Regions from separate parts of the Hordeum vulgare genome. Here region 1 is linked to region 2. The links are chromatin contacts, called in public Hi-C maps. All regions are on one chromosome and are shown on one strand. Each heading gives the region's core, a stretch centred on a gene start, on an enhancer-like site or on the middle of the called end of the contact. The rest is flanking DNA. Distances are from core to core; before and after follow the strand shown. Region 1 holds the start of LOC123403294 (26S proteasome non-ATPase regulatory subunit 2 homolog A-like). Region 2 holds the start of LOC123402975 (54S ribosomal protein L37, mitochondrial).

Region 1 (4,310 bases), core at 362-2,861, 370 kb after region 2:
TAGTTCATTGCTTGGTAAAAAATCCATGAAAACCAGGATAACTGTTAGAGCACAAATACACAGTAGCATATGTTTAGCTGCAACACACACAAAAAATTAACATACTACAGTTAACCCATGTCGTTCCCCGATGCAAATTCCAATGCCTAGACTAATTAGAACACATTGATGTGGTCTTGGAACTGGCAAGCGAAGATTTGGTCTAAAGAACGACTGGAAAAAAAACAATGGCCTCTTTCTTTCCAAATCAAAGGAAGACACTACCATATGACATGGGATTCGTACCGGTAACACATTGACGTGGTCTTGGAACTGGCAAGCAAAGATTTGGTTGAAAGGACGACTAAAAAATTCAATGGTCTTTTTCTTTCCAGGGGATTCGTGTCAGTAATTAGCCAGTTGACACCGTCTTGCTGGTGCAGCACGTGCTCTTGGGAGTCGTTGCTGCACGTCCTAGTCGCCGGGGAGCAGCGATGGATAGCCGTTGTTTGTTAGGTCGAACGTGGACCATGCACGCTGGCCCCGGACACTGCTGCAGCATGCCATATGCTTCGACAACCACTATTGCCGGTCATGACCCCGCCATCGTACCGCAAGACCCGCCAGACACCACGAATTCAAACACAAGACGCCGCCGCTGCCGCCATCATATGCCCTTGCAGTAGGGCTCCAACAGCCGGGTCTTGCACCGCTCCATCATCGCTCAACTGCGCCGCAGATCTGTATGCGGCGCAGATCTGTATGCCGCCGCTGCCACTCATGTCCCTTACGTGACATGGCGGTGAGGTTTGGTGTGGAGAATTTCTTTATGGGACTGGGTCGAAGGAGGGGAGAGGCGGACGAGGAGGGAGAGAGGAGAAAGACAGGATTGGGAGCGACGGGTGCGGGAGATGAGGATGCATCATGCGCTGGGACGTGCGTTCGTGGTCTATTTTCCTTTTCCCCTTTTTTCGAACGGGATGCAAAGAAGGTGGGGGAGGAGAAATCGTACGTGGGTGGAAAGGTGGGGTATTGAACCGGTTTATGGAGGGTTGGAAAAAAAATCGATGAAAGGGCCACCTGGTTTATGGAGGGATGAATAAAAATCGGTGAAAGGTTTAGCGCTACAGGGGGGATCGAGCCTGGTCGAACCATCACGACGACGGCAGATCCCCTTTAATAGTAGAGATACACCAAGAAAAGCAACCGAGCATAATTCAGCAGCATGCCTACAATGACATCTCAGTTTTGAAAATATAACTTGAGCAACATCATAAATATTGTGTATCTATTTAATTCATATATACCTAGGATCATTTTTCTATATTGATGTAGTCTCATTTGATCAACATTTTAGCCGTGGGTTGCACGGGCAATTTTCCTAGTATAAAGAAAAGAAAAAAGTCCTCTTGTTATTTGTGGTTCCTCCTAACAAGCCCAGTACTAATATATTTTGAGCGTAAACCAGCCCATCATCCTTTTTGGAAAATAAACCAGCCCATCATTAGTATTTGTTCGGCCGCACCGACTCATAACACAGAGCCCAAGCGCAGGACGGGCGGCCCAGATCCAAACTTGGGGGAGGGGCAAATCGGAACAGAAAAGGAGTGACAACTTCATCCACCTCGCGTCCGCTCCGGCTGCAAAGCAAAGCAAAGCGGAGATCCTCCAGAAAATAAACCCCCACGCAGCAGCGCCGAGTCGCCTCCGTACCACTCGCCCCCCGAACCCTAGCCAGCCCGCCAGCGCCGTCGCCGAACCGAATCCGCCCCGCCAGCCATGTCGCCGCCCGAGAACCCCAACGACGGGGCCTCCGCCGCCGCGCCCTCGCCCTCGGAGCCCACGCCGCCCGCCAAGCCTTCTTCCTCCGCCAAGGGGAAGAAGAAGGACGAGAAGAAGGACGACGATCTGGTCAGCGCCCCACCCTCCGTCCTCCCCCCCTTCGGTCTCTCCCGGCCGGACGAGATCTGCTGTTCCGCCCCCGTCCTGATTTGTTTTTGCTTTTGTCGGCGCAGTCGGAGGAGGACCTGGCGCTCAAGGAGCAGCTCGAACTCTACGTCGTGCGGGCGCAGGACGTGGATCCCGGCGTGCAGAGGCTCGCCCTCGAGAGCATGAGGTACCACTGTCTCTTCCCTCGCTCGGACCTCCTAACAGATTCAGTTTTTCGTTCCCGAATTCTCTTCCGTGCCTAGGTCTCGCGGCGCGTGGGTTTAGGTTTCCGATCTCCGCGCGAATTCGATGAGTGGGCTGGCTCTAGTTCTGCCCTCTGTAGCTACATCTATCCGCCCAAGTATTATGGACTGCTGCCACTCTATTTTTTGTAAAAAAGATTAGCCTTTTGTCTGCCGTCGACCCATATTTCGACCTGTAGAGGCAGGAGTTTCGTTCCTTAGGCTTGGCATAACTTTAGATTTCTGCTCTCTGTCTGAATTCCTTGAATGCCTAGGCTTTACTTTTGAAACTTTTATTCCATCTATATTTGGTAAGGCCTTTGGAGTGCTGCCGCTGTAGTAGTTTCTGGGAAAAACGATGTTTTCCTGCTTTAACTCTGTTAGCTGCTACTGAGATATTCACCCCTATCAGGCAGGAGATTCGTTCAGCTACAAGCTCGATGACGTCTGTCCCCAAGCCTCTGAAGTTCCTCCGCCCACACTATGGAACCCTTAAAACCTACTACGAAAGTATGCCAGAATCTGAGCTAAAGGTATGCTTTACACACGCACCTTTGTTGTACGGTGATTTAAATATTCATTCTGGACATTGCTGATATATCTGTTCCACTGTTTTGCAGAAGTACATGGCTGACATACTGTCGGTGTTGGCCTTGACAATGTCTGCTGAAGGCGAAAGGGTATGTGCCTGCCACGTTCCTATTCTGCCACAATTCAGTTTAATAGTACCTTTCAGCGGCAATCGAGTTCATTCTGCTTAAAATTTGGCCTCTGCCTTTTCATTGTTTCAGGAGAGCCTGAGGTACCGTTTGTTGGGCTCTGAAGGTGACATAGGTTCCTGGGGTCATGAATATGTCAGGTAAGAACAAAACTGCAGTTTTTCTTTAATGAATTTATCTTGAAGTCCATTCAAACCAATACCCAGGAATAGAAATACTGAACATCAAGAGATTAATGTCTGAATTAGACAGACATTTGATCCTCAACATGGCCTAGGACTGTTACAATTTGTTAGTTGTAGCATGATGGGATAAAGGTTCTTTATGGTGGACATATATTGGTTATGATTGAGTATACATTCTGCTTGTTGCTGTATGTGTTCAGACTGCTAAGTTTTATCTTTTGTGATGGCTAACTTGTATAACTGTCTGACCAAGTTTCCAATACCTTGTTGAATTCAGTTTATTGCTCTTATGGACATTGTGGGTTCTGTAATTTGATGTATGCATTTACTTCCACAATTGTTCGATTCCACTGAAACCTTTTTCTCATGACAGGAATCTGGCTGGTGAAATCGCTCAAGAATTCCAAAAGCGCCAGGTTGGAACTCTCATTCTTGTATCATTACTACGTGAAACTCCCGCCTTGCTCTTTTTGGGCCTCTATTCTCCTATGTACCTCATTGCGATAACCCTTAATTTTTTACTTAGGAGGCTTAGCTTCCTACCATATCTTAGACACCGTTGATATAATTTGATAAATATTATTACCTTTTTTTTTATCAATGCTATGAGTGATTTACTTCCAACTATTTTGGTGACTACTGGTCATTCTCGTAGGCTTTAATCACATGTTTGTGTAACTACTGTAGTTAATTGGCAGTCTCGAGTATTCAACTTTGAGCACTATGTGTTGTGATATATTCATAAAGCTAAACAGAAGTAGACTATTCTATTCAAGGCAGATTGACGATATGATCTTTGACTATCTAACTGAAATATTTTAAAGGATAGTATTAGTCAAAGTTTTGATGTTAGTAGTGAAAGATTGGATTTTAGTAGTTAAATATTTGGAAGTTGTACTTTACTTGTGTCCGAAACATTATCTTTTCAACAATCGGAGGGAGTAACTGGGTCGCCTTATTGTAATATCAAGTCAGGATCACATTATTATATTACTCACTGCAAATTTGTTGTTTGTACTTATCTTTTTTAATATCGAATGGTTGCAACCATACTAAGAAGTTGATCTCTGTTTTTTTCACTATTTCTTGTGTGTATATATTTCAAACCTCAACTGTTAATTTTGTATTTCTGCAGGGTGATGACATGCCAATTGACGAGTTAATGGAACTAGTGCAGCAAATTGTCTCATTCCACATGAAGGTTTGTTCATTGAAAATTGTGGTTAAATGGTGGATATTATTTTGTAGTGATGTAT
Region 2 (4,724 bases), core at 1,892-4,391:
GTAATATATAAGGAGAGGTTCATCATCGTCACACCGCATATGTTCTCATCTTTCTATCAATACAAAGACACGCGATTCTCACGCATGTTCTTAGAAGAGGAAGTATCATCATATTTGTGTCAAGTTTAGAAACAAACACAGCTTGGCAAATTCAACTCAGAATTTTGACTCTTAAATCTGGTACGATGAAGTAATAATTTATATTCTAGAAAAAACCAATTCAACCTGCCGATTCTAGATACATGTTCACAACCCACAAGAGAACTTGCTCTTTTTTTTGCTGGGATAAAAGAGAACTTACTCTAGTATCTGTGTTGTATCTATCAAGCTAGGAAAATGAGGTTTCAGAGAGAGTGCTTAGTCCGCACCAGTAAAACCTGCAAAGCATTCATTTGAACAAACAACGGGATCTGCCATTTCACAAAGGCAACAAAACATGAATACTCCTGGATATAAAAATGAATAGATAAAGTAAAGACAATATTTACAGGCAAAGGCACATGGTAAGTATCAATGGGGTATTTTTTAAACTCTTTTTTCCTTTTAGTTTTCTGCTTGTGGTACATACCCATTTTTGTTCTGGTTTGTTGGTGGTTGAACAAATATTGACTTGAATCTTTACAAGCTCACCCATCATATGATGCTGTTGTGGACATGGCCTTTGTGACCTATCCAATGGCTTACTGACTATCTTCCCTTTTCATTACATCTTTATAAAGTCAGCAGTTAATAACTCAACCTAAAACTATAGCTGACCTGAAGTCTACATATATATAGTTCCATTGGCAGTAGGCAGCAATACGAAGTTCGGAAAGCGTCTGGTTGGTTATCCTCTTATGCCCTGAAACTTTGGGATTAATGAGAGTGCAGGTTTCAGATAGATATAGCCAAGTTCTAACATTTAACTCGAAATTTGTTTCTTCTTATCTGCTTATCAGTTTAAGGTTGTTCGCAGTAGTTGTTATGGTAAAATTGTTGACGTTCTCTTTTGCTATCAGAACTGAATGGTGCTTCTATCGTATGCTCAGGAATTGAAATATTTGTTATTTCTTTGACAAAATACTGTGCTTGTGCAAACTCTCAGCAAATGCTGGATCGGACTCCATATGTTGAATGCATGCAGATTGGTCGATTAAATAGTAATGTAGTTCATGAAATGGAAGCAGCATGAGGATGCACAGCATGATTTTTCTTTTACCATCGCTAAATATAACTGCAGTTTATGAAAAAAAAATAGAGTTGCAGTGCTGCTCCAAGTTTAATGAATTCATGAGTCTGATGCACCATAGTCACGCTTTGCTAATTTAGCAAAGCTGTAATTGTTGTGTACATATTATACTTCAGATAGTTCTGTCTTTCTATTGATAGGATTAAAACTCCTGCTGCAAAACATGGCACTTACATCTTAAATTCTTAACATGAAACGCAAACATGCTTGTCGCCTAGGCTAAACAGTGTACCAAGCCAAGCAAAGCACGCGAAACTTGCTACAGCATTTGCTGCAAGATACAGAAGTTACATCTTACAAAGAACATGGCAAAAATAGCATGCTGGTCACATAGGCTACATTGTACTAAGCCAAGCAACTTCCAAGTCACTACATTATTACCAAAAAGCAACTAATAAACCTTGTAACAAAAGACAAGACAATATGCTTACTTCAACCACTACATGAGATGAGATTCTCCTGATCAGTTCTTAGCAGTGAGAGCATTGTTTTCCTTGATCCGCGCCCGGTTGTCCAACTTGACGAAACGCTTCAGGTCTTCATAAGGCAGTGTCTTGGAATCTTTCCTCCGCAGCTCGCTCAGCACAGGACGCTTGTCAACCAGGTGCCACAGCCAGTCAGGGTACTCAGAATCTGGTTGGATCTTCGGGTCAGAACCCTCCTTCAGGATATTTGCCCCAAACACAGTTGTACTCTTCATTTCTTTGCTGAGCACAGGTTTAGCATCAGCCGCACCACCTTTTCCGCCCTTCTTTCCCTTGGCCTGAGCTGCAAAGCCTCTTATCCCAACCAATTGAGCTACATCTCTTGGAATAATTCCACACTTCAATACTCGTGTCCAAGACATTGCCATTCCTGGGTTGATATTTTAGCTGCATATATAAATCATCAGAACTAAGTGTCAACTCTGCTTAAAAAAGAATCAAGTGTCAACTGATAACATGAGAAAACCACCAATGCTGACAGAAGAAAACGGTTCAAAATCTGCTAGCAATTAAGGCATTTGAACAGAGGATCATAAGAGTAGGGAGGTGTAAAAGCAGTATGCTGAGTACATGAGACTTAGTACTGAAAAAATCAGGTTTGGGGCCTTGCTGTTGCAGCCTGTTCCAGCCAGGCGGCCATGAGGTGTTCACTTATACCGTAATATAAGGAATTAAAGCTCGGAAAGTTTATTTAAGGCTTGTAATTCTGCCTCCAGGATTTTTACTGCAACTTACTTCGAAATTACTATTTTGGTCTACTGAATACACGAATTACACATGATTAAAGATGATGATAGTAAAATATAACTACCATACAAAGTAAGGTTCTTGCCAAGTAAAAAACAGTTCAAACAACTTTCAGATTGGAGCTGTCTGAAGTCAGAAAGAACATCAACACTGGTTCCAGCATCAAGCCCAGCGAAAGCAAAATCTGAATGATCCCTTTGTGTAGGTCATCGTAATTCACAGTATGGCATCATTCACAATATTTCAGGCAATAAGCACCACAATATGATTAGCAAGTTTGTCTCTGAGTTGAGCGAAAGTATGAGAAGGGTGGAGATCAGATATGCCCCCCATCAGTTAACACAAGTTTCTTTCTTGTTGAAGCAAAATCAGTTAAAACATAAGACACTACTTCCTGAATCCAGAATCAGCCGACGCAAAATCAGAAACAGGATCTAATCCTATAGACCATCTACGCCGCCGCCGCCGCCGCGACGCCTTGCTGCGAATGAGACGTCGCAAGCCGCGCAGAGAGAGAGAGAGAGAGAGAGACCTGCTGCGCCGCTGCCCTTGGTCCCGCCGCCGCCGCTGCCGCTGCCGCGAGAGAGGAAAGTTGAGGGCCGAGGAGTAGGGTTTCGTTTGGGGGAGGGTGAGACCGAGACAGGAAAATTAAGCAGGGAGTTCCGCTCGTCCGGTAGATTTTGCCACTACTGAGAAGTGCGATGGGTTGCTCATTTGCAGCATACCTGGCCAAACGGGCCAGCACGGCCCGTCGTAAACAGGCCCGGCATGGCATGGCATGGCCCGTTCAGACATGATTATTAGCCGGGCAAGGCCGTGTCGGTCCATGTATTTAGCCTTCAAATCCAGGCATGGCACGGAAGCTATTAGTCTTTTAGGCTGTTTTTAGATCGTTTTTGGTTTGTTGTGACTGTTTTTTGGATCGATTTTGACCTGTTGGGCTATTTTAAATGTTATATATGTATTCTAGCAAAAATGTCCGTGTGTTGTAACGGAAGATATAGTTGATGAGAAACACCTTGTATGCACTTAAAAAATTATCACATCTTTATGATTCTGCTGAACACACGGGATGTTCCTTCCGTTGCAACGCACCGACATGTTTGGTAGTTCTTTTTTTTTGTTATGAAAACAATTTTAAACAACATGAAAATCAAAATTTAAGCCATTATATATTTTTATATTTACATGTTTAATATTTTCCAATTTCATGGTCAAAATTTATTAAAACATATTTAGTTTTGATGTTTACTTTTTTATACCCATTATACATTTTTGGTATAAATCAGGAATATTTTTTATATATGTTTGACATTTTCCAAGTACATGATTAGCATTTTTTCATATTAATTTGTTATGTCTAATTTGTTTCATATACATTGTATTTTTTGTGTACATTTTTCTTATACATTGGAAACATTTTATATGCACATTTAATATTTTTTGAATGCATGATAAAAAATTCAAAAAGAATTAAAAATTATGTAGTTATTTTTCCTTACGCATTGTACATTTTTTGTATATAATAATTTTTTTATTCAAGTTTGGCATTCCTTTAGTGCATGATTAAAATTTTATCAAAGTTTGCATATAGGTGATTTTTATAAATAAAATATTCAGAGTATATTCAAATAAAACAAAAAAACAATTAAGAAAAATAAGTGCTCAAGGCCAGACTAGGCCGGCCCAGTCGGGCAGTTATCGACAAAGAAAAGGGGGAGAAAGGGTGATGGGGAGGTGAGGGATCGAACCTGTGTTTGCAGGTTTGAAGCGCGCGGCTCCAACCACTTCGGATGGGCGTGTAGTTGTGATAGCTTGGTGGATCTCTACATGTTGAAGGAGAGGAACAACCGACTTATTAGAAGAGGAAAAACGAATCATTTTTCTTTACTTACCGGTGACATGGTGGGTAATTTTAGCCAACTTCACGGGCAATTTGAATGACATAAGGACATAAGTTATCCTTACTTTATTAGTAGGTATAGACATATAAATATGGAAAAAGTAAACGGGTCATGCCGTATCGGCCCGCGTGCTCGAGGCGGGTTGCCCAGCCTTTAGGCCCAAGCATGGGCTCGAGGCGGGTTGCGTGCCTCGCACGGCCCGATTAAAGCGTGTCGGGCCGTCGTGCTTCTCGATCGTCCCAAAAAGCACAACCCGTTTGGCCATGTATGATTTGCAGTCCTGGCCAAACGGGCGGCTCGATATGGCATGGGCACGTCTTGTGCTAAACGTGTCTAGCTCGACACGGCTAGCACGGGCAT

The links. Hi-C and Micro-C count contacts between places; a contact is called where the count stands out from the background.
Region 1: a Hi-C map of seedling shows a contact between it and region 2, with 5 times the contacts expected there. The contact joins the promoter of LOC123403294 here to the promoter of LOC123402975 in region 2. A contact is called at or near these places in 3 of 6 Hi-C or Micro-C datasets (leaf and seedling) and 1 of 1 datasets of contacts at active chromatin or transcription factors (embryo).

The regions. Positions count from the first base shown.
Region 1 is chr6H:59,637,919-59,642,228 of MorexV3_pseudomolecules_assembly, forward strand. LOC123403294 (26S proteasome non-ATPase regulatory subunit 2 homolog A-like) reads left to right here and starts at 1,612. Exons shown (of 25, transcript XM_045097246.1): 1 at 1,612-1,890; 2 at 1,995-2,095; 3 at 2,563-2,683; 4 at 2,771-2,830; 5 at 2,942-3,009; 6 at 3,428-3,470; 7 at 4,190-4,255. The coding sequence starts at 1,759.
Region 2 is chr6H:59,263,347-59,268,070 of MorexV3_pseudomolecules_assembly, forward strand. LOC123402975 (54S ribosomal protein L37, mitochondrial) reads right to left here and starts at 3,142. Exons shown (of 2, transcript XM_045096949.1): 1 at 2,993-3,142; 2 at 1,337-2,100. The coding sequence starts at 2,081. The coding sequence ends at 1,692.